2 separate regions of the Arabidopsis thaliana genome follow, and region 1 is linked to region 2. Evidence: chromatin contacts called from public capture Hi-C data. All regions are on one chromosome and are shown on one strand. The core of a region is the stretch at or near the end of the contact, and the rest is flanking DNA. Distances in the headings are between cores, read along the strand shown.

Region 1 (5,806 bases), core at 1,855-4,354, 87 kb before region 2:
CCAATGGTTGTAAGGTCACTTGATGTGGATAAAGATCCATTATGTCCTCGGGAAAACAATGAAGGAGTTCTTAGTCCTGAAATATCATACTTAAGTGCAAGTTCATGTCCAACTCGAAGACATTGGAATGGAATTAAACATATACTTCGTTATCTCCAATGTAAGAAAGACATGAGTCTGCTTTTTCCTAACCAATTTAGAAGATTTAATTGGTTTTGCAGATGCAGGATACTTATCTGATCTCCATAAGGTTTTGCAGATGCAGGATATTTATCTGATCTCCATAATGGTAGATCGTAAACAGAATATGTCTTCACATGTATTGCTATTTATTGGCGTTCTATGAAGAAAACTGTTGCAGCCACATCTTCTAATCATTCAGAGATTTTAGCAATTCATGAAACTAGCCGCAAGATTTTTAGCGTGTATGGCTAAGATCCATAGTTACCATATACAAAAAGATTGTGGTATCTATGCAAGGAAAAAAGCTCCAACAATTATGTACAAAGACAATGCAGCATGCATCGCACAACTCAAAAACATATACATCAAAGGCGATAGAACAAAGGACATCTTACCAAAATTCTTCTTCACACGACCTTTTGAGTTTTATGCTCAACTATATCAGTATCGCAATCAAGGGTGGCAGAGAGTCGAGGGTAAGCTATAGCGTAGACTCTTTAACAAGCCTACGAATAAAGGAATTTCACCTCCAAAAAACGTTTCAGTCAAGCTCTGTTCATTGAGTTGGACTCGGACATCAAAATGCAGAGTTCCTTTAGGAGATTATGTTAAAGACCAAGTGTCCAGGTTTTGCAGATTTCCCAATTTTTGTAAATAACTTTCTTTGTTTTGCCTTTTAAAATTCAAAACCTTAAACCATCTCATTCGACCTTAATTTGACACCCTTACATGTAACTCCTATTAGGAGGAAGCAGATGATTCAAATGAAAACTACACGACTCATGACTAATGGAAACACGTTTCTCTGAAACGTGAATCATCTTAGATAGATTTAAAGCAAAAGAAAGAGATGCAAAGTCCCGACTGAATGTTCCAGTGAAAGTGATCAGTCACGTTCACTAATGGCCGTCAAGTGCTCGTCGATCTCCTCTGTTCTCAGGGAACGGAAGAGAGGGTCATCAGCTCTCACAACTCCCACCTGCCAACACAACAGTAGCCAGCATAAATATTTACATGCCTTTTCACAAAGCTTTAACAAAACTACATTTCCATTGGTTTCTCCTTCTTTATTCCTAACCACGATACAACTCTGGCTAACACGATTCGACTCTGGCCAACATATATACAAAATACTACTCTTGCCAACATTTATACAAAAAGGAGTACAGATAGTGGAGAATTGACACCTCAATTTCAGTTGCTTTGAAGTCTTCTTGAAGAACAGATTGGAGAGCGGATATAGCAGTCTACAAAAGTTGATAACTCAAAGTCAGATATAATGGTCTAGGTCTGTCACAGAATTTTGGTGTTTTGTGCGTTCCTACAGTTTCTAAACCTAATATAAAACAATAAAGCTTTTAAAGTGCAAGCAAATGAACATTGCAAATGATCAACCTGCTTCCGATCTAAAATAAAGAAGGATTGTCCATAATTACCTGTACTGTTTCATCATATGTGAAGGCAGGGTTTTCTTTCATTTTCTTCTCCAAGAAATTGACTGCTTCTTGTTCTTTCATACCAGCACTAGTTGCCTGCATCATATGTTTGCTAACTTATAAGTGGAGAAACTTTATATAGAAGCCTCTGATCCTATGGAACATATGTACCACGTATGTGACTACATCATATTTCACAGGTTTACAGTGTGTAGAACTTTTGGTTTCACCTCCATGGTCAACCAGTAACTCTTAAAAGCAGATAAGTTTCTCAGTACAGTATCTGGTTAGGCAAGTGCAATATAATGTTTCTTTCTTCCATGTTAGCAAAGGCAGTAGTCTATACGAATATGCATGTAAGAGGCAGAGGCTTATCTAATCATAACAAGTAGGTGGTATTACCTTGTGACCGTAAAAATGTCCAGCTGGGTCACACTTGTAAAGTAGAGGTCCTCTCTCTTCATCAATACCTAGAACCATGGCAACTTCACAAAGACAAAGAAAACAAGAATCAGGATAAAACCACCACACAAGTAAAATGTATAAATAGGGATTAGGGAAACTTGCCTACTCCAAGGGGTCTCATGTAAGCATGTTGTGTGTAAACCTGAGACTTATCTGCAATCCTGTCACAGCACAATAGTTCAGTATTAGTAACTTTCATAAGTGTAGAGAGACACATAGAGTCTGTAATTAATTACCATTTAGCAAGAATATCTGCAGGCATCTCATAACCATATTGGAACCTAAACTCAGCAGCCTCATTCCTAGCTTGTTGTACCAATGACCTTGAATCAGCTGCAACCCCAGAAAGATCAAAACATGACCATAATGAACAAGCATTGTGATGAGAAATACAAACCTGTCATGCCAGTGGCTAACAATCCAAGGTACTTGGTAACAGGGAAAAGGTGAGATACACTAGACTGATCCAAAAGCTTGTCCTGCCCACAAATCATTCATCAGATCCCTAATTCAAAACCCTCACTTGAACAAAAACCCTAAGGAGTCAAAAGAGGACTCACCGGAACTTTCTTCTGCGTAACGACGCATACTGAATCTTTCCCTCGGACACCGATCGATGTGATTCCAGCTGCTTTCACGGCTTTGAAAGCATACTCTACAAAATCCGTAACCAGTAATATCAATCTCCGAAGTTATAAATTAAAAAAACAAAAAAGATAGAGAAATTGATTACTGACCGACTTGGAAGAGACGACCTTCCGGTGAGAAAATAGTGATGTGACGATCGTAACCAGCGCCGCTTCCTCTGCTCATCTTCTTCTTCTCAGAGAAGAGAACAACTCTCTTCCGAAATCGGAGATGGAATTTTTGCTTCTGTGTGATCTGTAGAGAAAGATGTATTATAGAAGAAAGCTTTCTTTGTCTTCAAGACAGAACCCAAAAAAAAATAGTCAATCTCCCAAAATACCCTTGAAATAATAAGTTAAGATTACAATTATCTTCGAAAAAACTCTAAAATACTCCCTGGGGCTGCAACTTTACATTTCACGTTAAAAGAATGCAGAATAATTATATAAAATTAAAAAAATACACAATATAATTTTTTTTGATATTATTAAACTTTTAAATTTTGATAAATAATATATCAAATCAAAATTCTTGATATGAGTAGTTTAACTATTTATTTTTTAAAAAATTTCAAAAACAAATGTTTTTACGTTTACAATATGTAAAATTGTAAAAATTGACTATATTACGTATTATTTTAAATTTCATATAATTATTTTGTTTTTTTTGGACATAGAGTATAAAGTTGCAAAATTGGACGGAAATTTTTTTTGCACAAAATACTTTAATTAACTAACGCCGCAATGAGAAGACGCCCGATCTTGCAGGATCAAGAACGAACTGAAACGAAACAAGTAAAAGAAGAACATGCAAACGACCTCGCGGCGAAGACAACCATGTTTACATTTGTAGATGAATCTACTAGAGTACTTAAGAAAGCCAAGAGTGAATACAAAGGACATAGGAGGTCTCTATTGTTGACAATGCAGCGTCAAGATGTAATTGACAGGTATATGAAAAGAGATAATATACTTTGTTTAGCCAAACCTTCAGGTGAATAACTAACTCTTGTTTTTGATGGCACTATCAACAAGATAATCCTCCTCATAGTTGGATTTTCTCTCTTTGTCTTTGTTTTTGTGTAGGTTGTATCAAAATGTATATATCGGAATTCTGAAACTCTTAACGAATGGCTACTGCTGACGGTTGTTTCTAGATGTGTCAAATGGTCCGTCCAAAGACCATTGGGCGTGTCCGTACGGACAGTTTTTTTATGGGCCAAGTTGGACGGTTTGGTCCGAAAAATGTCCATGCCCAATAAAGACCATGTCCATATGGCAAGCCCATGGTTAGCCTATTTTATTATTGTTATTATTGATAAATCAAAAATCATAAATTTAAAGAAAAATTGAGAAATTGCATTTTTCCGTAAAAATTGTAGAAATCGAAGACTTGTCTTTTTTCGACAAAATGGTAAAATTGTGTTTTTCTTACCAATACAATAAAATCACGATTTTGACGAAAAAATTATGGAATTGCTTTTTTCGCCAAAACGGTAAAATCGTAAAATTATTTTTTTCACCGATACAAAAAAATAACGATTTAACCGCTAAAACCGTAAAATCGGAGAATTGTGTTTTCTCACTAAAACTGTAAAATTGTGTTTTTCGCCAATATAATAAAATCACGATTTTGGCTGGAAAATTGTGTTTTCCCGCCAAAACCGTAAAATCAGAGAATTGCGTTTTCCCGTCAAAACCGTAAAATTGTGTTCTCGCCAATATAATAAAATCACGATTTTGGTGGAAAATTTGCAGAATTACGTTTTTCCGTCAAAATCGTAAAATCGGAGAATTGTATTTTTCCCGTCAAAACCGTAAAATTTAAAAATTGCGTATTCCAGAAAATTGTGGAATACTATCTTTCCTTTAAAATCGTAAATAATTTAATAAGAAATAATTCATTAAAATTTAAAATTTTCAGAAAAGTAAAAACTTATAAATGTAAAATATATTATTTAAAAATTATTTAGTTGTAATTGTAATTAAAATTATAAAAATACAATTAAATGAAGACATGTCTATTGACTCAATTCATGCCCATGGGCAGCCCGTTGTCCATATGGTCAAGCCCATATTATCCGTGGACAAAACTGGTCATATGCCCAATTAGACCATTTGTTTTTTGGTCCAGAATATAGCTCGTCCATATGCATTTGGTCTAAAGTTCAGAATTATCAAAAAATTGATAAAGTCGAGGCATTTCGAATTGTTTGTTGACACAGAACAAGGAAAACCTCTGAAATTATTTCAATATTGACGGGTAGGAGAAACGGTATTCTTTTCTTAAACTTAAAAAAATAGAGAAATAAGAACCAAGTCAAGATGGACCGGGCAAGCCCATGGACAAGTTGTTTTACACTAAAACAAGTTGTTTCCCAATCTTCATTAGCATTAAACCCAAGACCAGCATTTTGGCTACCTACAATTGGCTAAAACGTATCGATTATTTCTTATTTTTGACAATTTTTACCACAGTGTACTTAGTAGCTCAAACATTACAAAGTAATTTGCTTTGTTGCAAGTATATAGAGAGAGGGGAACATCCGCAAGTCGCAATGCTGACTCTAACTTCAACGAGATGAGTTTCCTGTTATCTTCTTGGCAAAGCTGCTTATGTCAAATGTATCATTGCCATTCTTTGTTATGACCCCCTGCATATACAAACACGTTGAGAGATTCAAATAAATGAGCATAAATATCTTCCAGAACAAGCAAGGCTGGAAAAACGAACTTTCTCGGTTATGATTCCTGCAATCAGCTCTGCTGGAGTCATATCAAAAGCTGGGTTCCAAACTGAGATCCCTGGTGCTGCAATGCGTTCACCAAGTCCTCCGTGTGTGTGCATCAACTCCTTTGGAGATCTTTCCTCTATCACGATTTCTTTCCCGGATGAAAGTGACAGATCAACTGAGGTAAGAGGTGCAGCAACATAAAATGGGATCCCGTGATGTTTTGCGCACAAGGCGAGACTGTAAGTCCCAATCTTGTTAGCAGTATCGCCTGGAGTATATCAATGAATTGGTTAAGAAGTGATTCAGTCATAAGGAATCAGATTTGTGAGAGAAAACGGATTTATCTAAGGTGTTTGAGTGT
Region 2 (5,774 bases), core at 650-3,149:
CAATTGAAAATCATCAAGACTTGTTGCAGGCTTGGGAAACCATCACAACCAGCAACACCATAATAGATTTAAGGTTCTCTAAACACTTTCAGTTCATCTACTTAGTTTCGGCCATAAATACTTGTCCATTAACACTTGTCCATAAACACTTATCCACTTAGATGGTCAAAGGATATTGCTTAGATCAAGTTCACTAAACATACTTAATAACACTGAATAGTCAACATACTTGCCATCATCCATATATACAATCTTTGATGGACATCTTACTTGTCATGTTCTTCTCTTTTATTTGAATCAGATCAGATCAGAACGCTTGAATTAATACATCTGCATTTTTGTTTTTTCAAGCTTTGCATTCACTTTCTTTCACATGTTTGGATGATCAGTAGTTATAAATATCGGTATAGTATATTTGTGCAAGTACCTTTTAAAATCCATTTAATAGTAAACAAATGTTCGATCGGAAATGGATAAACTGTCATATAATTATTTACTTAAAATATAGTAACAATGGATCTTAAAATGTAGGAAAAATGAATTCTTGATTTATTATATAAGAAAACAGACAAAACACTTTATATTAAGTAACTAAAATAATAATAAGAGAGAGAATGAGAGAGAGAAAAAAAAAAAGAGGACCGTTATTTTTGAAAGATAAAAGTGTATGGTATGTAGTTGGGGGCGTTTCGGTAATAACACAGGAAAAAAATTGTTTTGGAAGATGAAAGTGTGGGAGTGTAAAATGAAAGATGAAAAAGTATGTGAGAGTGTAAAATGTAAATAACTCAAAAACAAACTAGAGTTCTATGTCCATTGTTTCTCTCCCATTATCTTCATCATTCCCACAGCATGTCCAAAGCTTTATGGTGCGGTCATGCGAAACACTTGCGAGACGAGCTATCTACAGCGATATCAAGAGATGCGACTTTTGACTCATGTCCTACTAAGCTTTTAACAAGCGAGAAATCTCTACCTGACCATATATTAACGTTCATGTCGTGTGAGGCAGTAGCCAGGAAATAGCGTTCTTGTGGTTCGTACTTTACTTGAGAAACGAGGTTCACATGAGCTGGTATAATATACAACAACTTTCTCATCCGTAGATCCCAAATACGGCATTGATTATCTTCACCACCAGATGCCAAATGATAACCATTAGGAGAGAAATCCACCGAGAGAACCTGTTTGATATGTCCTTGGAAGATAAGAATATTCCTAGCCGTACGAAGATCCCAAACTCTTGCAAGCGAATCAAAACCCGAAGAAGCTACTAATGATCCATCTTGTTGAAATGCAATTCCGTAGACACTACGACTATGACCTTCTTGTGTTAAAGCATCTCAACTCCTATGTTTATATCCCACAATCTCCATGTTTTATCAAAACTCGTTGTCCGGAGGCATCTCAACACTACGACTATGACGGGTGGAATGCAATGCGTGCAAGACGATCTGAATGACCTTTAAAAGTTTGTAGAAGTGTTCCATCCGTTTTCCATATCTTTTCAGTTCGATCAGTAGAAGCAGTTGCTAGACATTCATCATCCACAGACGAGAACACTACATCAGTTACATGTTCTTTATGACCTTTCAAGACAACAATCTTGTTTGTAACTTGAGGCACCTCCCACAATTTAGGAACCCCACTAAGAGAACATGTGACGAGTATTTTTCCATCTCGTGATAAGGAGCAACCAGTAAGAGGACGATCATCCCCAAATTTACTAGAACCAAGAACCATGTCTTTACAATGCTTTAAAGCCAATTTAGTCTCAGCATTTTTATCTTCATCTGGATCATTCCTTCGCCGATTTTCACGCTGAATCCTTAGAGCAGCTCTCTTTATAAAATCTTTGGTAATTTCTATTCTAGCCTCTCTAAGCTCTGTTGGACCCATTGGTATAAACAAACTTTTGAAACAAGATCTAGAAGAAGCTCGTGACAAGACTAGTTCACTTAGAAGACAAGAAGGTTTGGCTTACCAAAGCTCTTATTTATAGCAAAGTAAACGAGATGGATCAGAAAGAAAGAAAGGAAATCTATTAAAAAAGTGGGTTATTGGGGTTAGCTTTGAATTGTGATTTGTCTCTTAAGTCTAAATTCGATAGGAAGCAGTATTTTTATCCAGATCTTCTTCAAGGTTATCAGATTTGGATATTCCTCTTGAGTTTGGTGGTGGACATAGGAGATTTTGGTATTACTAGGGTTCATATGGAAGAAGATGCTGGCAAGTTACTTCATTCAGACACAGGAGATTACTCTCAGGTTCATATGGAATTTATGACAAGTTTCAGTTTGGTTTTATCAGATTCTTGTATTGGTTTTAGGCTTCAGCTGCAAGATGTTTGTGTTTCTTATGTATTAGTTGGTTACTCTAATGGTGCAAGTAGATTTGAATAGAGCAGGTGTTCTTGAACATGATCTGAGAATTGGTATAGATGCTGCTGAATACGCTTGTGAAATGCAACAGATTGCGAGGTCTTTGGGAGTCAGTAATGGGAATATGCAAGAAGGCTCTCTTATTCCTTTTCAAAAACAATAATATTCAACTCTTGCAAGTTGCGAAACATGGGAGCCTAAGCGTGTAAGAATAACCCACTGAAACTCATATATTGCATGAGATCACTCACCTTTTAACCTAATCCTAGACAGACTTATCTGCCTTTTAAAAAAGACATTTTAAAACAGAAACAAACACTCTTTTATTTTGCTCCATAACTTGTGTATTGCTTCCTTCACTATTGCTTGCTCAAGTTTCTGATAACATATGGAAGTATGCCTCCATGGTTAAAGTATGCCAATTCCACCTGCACATTTATTTTACCATTATTAGTTCCTTCACATTGAAAAGCTTTTTTTCACTAAAGATTGGAGTATTTAGTTACCTCTGTGTCGAAGCGGACTGTGCAAGTGAAAGATTTTCCGTTGTCGGTAGTGACGGTAACATCTTGGCCAGGTCTTATCTCTGAGATATCGGTTGGGAGATGGATCGTGTAGCGTTCGTGACCAGTCAATCCAAGAGTATCTGCGTCTTCACCGGACTTAAAGCACAATGGGATGATTCCCATTCCCACCAAGTTGCTTCGGTGAATCCTCTCAAAACTCTTTGCAATCACCGCTTTAACACCCTGACAATCCCAAACTTGTTGTTTCAGAATAAAACAGTAAGATTGGTTTATGCGGAAAGAAACTAGAGAAGCGGTTCTAAACCTGTAGCATGGGTCCCTTGGCAGCCCAATCACGTGAGCTACCACTTCCATACTCAGCTCCAGCCAGAATAATTGTGTCTTCACCAGATGACTTGTACCTCTGATACATTTGACATTATGATAAGGAGACATTCGACATGATCAACATACAGTCAGTAATACAAATTTTAATTAGATAAATACAAACCATGGCAGCGTCAAAGACTGAGAGCTTCTCTCCAGATGGAATGTGAACAGTCTTAGGGCCAACTTCACCATTCATGAGCTTGTTAACGATACGGATATTAGCAAAAGTACCTCTGGCCATTATTTCATCATTCCCACGGCGACTTCCATATGAGTTGAAGTCCTTACGGTCAACGCCACGCTCCATGAGAAACTTTGCAGCAGGACTGTCCTTTTGGATGTTTCCAGCTGGTGAGATGTGATCAGTGGTGATACTGTCCCCAAAATTGAGTAAACAGTAAGCATCCTTCACATTGTGTGGACCAGGAGGATCCATGGTCATGTCCTTGAAGTATGGAGGCTCGTGAATGTAAGTTGAGTTGGGATCCCATGAGTAGAGGGTATTCTCAGGAACAGACAGCTTATTCCACATGGGGTTACCCTTGGTGATTGACTCGTACGTTGCTCGGAACATGTCAGGCAAAACACTGGATTGAACAACCTGATCCATATGTCAAAAGATTAGTTTAATATTTGTGTATAAAAAAGATGTTATTGTTCTCTGGTTAAGTCGTATATACCTCAGCAATTTCTTCCGTGGTTGGCCAGATATCTCTTAAGAAGACGTCCTTGCCATTCTTTCCTTTGCCAATAGGCTCCGTTTCAAAGTCAATGTTAACCTGGAAAATAAGAAAGAAGAACGCCAAAATTACCAATGTGATAATCAGTCATGTGTCATTATCTCATACAAAATGTAAGTTGAACTTTGACAAGTTCTCAAGATTTATTACCGTGCCAGCAAGAGCATAGGCAACCACCAACGGAGGAGATGCAAGGTAATTGGCTCTTGTTAGTGGATGAACACGCCCCTCAAAGTTCCTGTTACCGGATAGCACAGCAGCCGCCACAATGTCTAAAACCAAGCAACACAAATATTGAAAACAAATCAGCTACTTACTTATATATAATAGTAATATAAAGGATGGAAAGTCCAAAGTAAGTTTAGTTGGGAATCTCAATAATACCATTTTCGGTAATAGCAGCTCCCACTGATTCATTAATTTCCCCAGAATTCCCGATGCATGTAGTGCACCCGTAGCCGACAATATTGAAACCCTGTTCATTCAGATATTCTTGCAATCCACTGCATGGAGTAAGATGTTACACTTAAATTTACCATCACATAAGAAAGAATTAGCCTTTAACAACGAAGAACTAGATAAAAATACGACATACCTCTTTAATAAGTATTTTGTAACAACTCCTGAGCCTGGAGCAAGACTTGTCTTTATCCAAGGCTTAACCTACAGAGGCAAGTTTTTGAAAAAGGGATCAGAAAATGTCGAGGCATCAGATAGATTTCTAGTTTGCTCTCGTGAAACCAACCTGTAGCCCAAGGTCACAAGCCTTCTTTGCAACAAGACCAGCACCAAGCATGACGCTGGGATTTGATGTATTAGTACAGCTTGTGATTGCAGCAATCACCACACTTCCATGTTTAAGCTCTGCTGGTTGTCCATCGAACGAAAAATTTACCACTTTTTCTTGTGCCTCTTTAGGTATAGCAAAACCCTGCGGAGAATGAATAGCAATATTCAGAAATAAACATTGATTTCCAAAATGTGCACCAACAACCCAGTCTATAGAACGAGTAAATGGTTAAGAGATTAGACATCCACAAAGTGAAACATCCAGTTACATACCTTGAACCCAACTTTACTGTCAAGACATGAATGCCAGTCAGCTTTCATTTCCTTCAAAGTAACACGATCATGTGGCCTGCAAAGAAGATATCAATAATATGGTCATGACCAATTATTCAGACAATAAACTTCGCGATTACAAAAACCAACAGAACCCATACCGCTTTGGTCCAGAAATGCAAGGTTCAACATCATCCAGATTCAGTTCTAGATATGACGAGTAAACCCGGTCTTGCTGAGGCTGAAATTTATTCACAAGCAAAGTCAAATAAAAACCTGAAAGGAGATTAAGAAACAAAAAAAGAAAGAAAGTATAAGGCTAATTTACCTCATTGTAGTCAACAAACATATTGTTAGCCCGAAGATATGCTTCAATCATAGCCACCTGCCATGAAAGTATTGTATCAGACCAGATATCTGAATATATATAGAAGGAAGATTAAAGTCAAACACTCACTGTCTCATCGCTTCTTCCAGTCAATTTGAGATATTGTAGAGTAACATGATCCACAGGGAAGAAGCCCATGGTTGCACCATACTCGGGAGACATATTGGCAATTGTCGCCCTGTCAGCTAGGGACAGCCCACTCATGCCATTACCTAAGAAGAAAAAAGTAGACTTATAATGCTCCAACAAACACATGTCTATTATAAAAGAGCAAAACACTTAAGAGCTCACAAGGATATAATTACCA

The links. Capture Hi-C pulls out chosen DNA fragments and counts their contacts.
Region 1: a capture Hi-C map of seedling shows a contact between it and region 2, with 2.8 times the contacts expected there. The contact joins the promoter of PAA2 here to the promoter of AT2G05720 in region 2. A contact is called at or near these places in 1 of 26 Hi-C or Micro-C datasets (leaf) and 1 of 3 other capture datasets (seedling).

The regions. Positions count from the first base shown.
Region 1 is chr2:2,231,317-2,237,122 of TAIR10.1, reverse strand. It overlaps PAA2, which reads right to left and starts at 3,104. Exons shown (of 9, transcript NM_126597.4): 1 at 2,822-3,104; 2 at 2,645-2,739; 3 at 2,482-2,563; 4 at 2,321-2,417; 5 at 2,187-2,245; 6 at 2,022-2,104; 7 at 1,620-1,715; 8 at 1,371-1,430; 9 at 653-1,162. The coding sequence starts at 2,897. The coding sequence ends at 1,070. It overlaps AT2G05830 (NagB/RpiA/CoA transferase-like superfamily protein), which reads right to left. Exons shown (of 8, transcript NM_201699.2): 7 at 5,445-5,713; 8 at 4,974-5,364. The coding sequence ends at 5,284. It also overlaps the pseudogene AT2G05845.
Region 2 is chr2:2,143,317-2,149,090 of TAIR10.1, reverse strand. AT2G05720 (Transducin/WD40 repeat-like superfamily protein) reads right to left here and starts at 1,899. Exons shown (of 2, transcript NM_126590.1): 1 at 1,464-1,899; 2 at 876-1,270. The coding sequence starts at 1,899. The coding sequence ends at 876. ACO3 (aconitase 3) reads right to left here. Exons shown (of 19, transcript NM_126589.3): 6 at 5,773-5,774; 7 at 5,537-5,679; 8 at 5,408-5,464; 9 at 5,241-5,320; 10 at 5,080-5,155; 11 at 4,763-4,948; 12 at 4,613-4,680; 13 at 4,402-4,520; 14 at 4,168-4,289; 15 at 3,958-4,056; 16 at 3,399-3,878; 17 at 3,213-3,311; 18 at 2,888-3,130; 19 at 2,413-2,809. The coding sequence ends at 2,741. It also overlaps the pseudogene AT2G05715.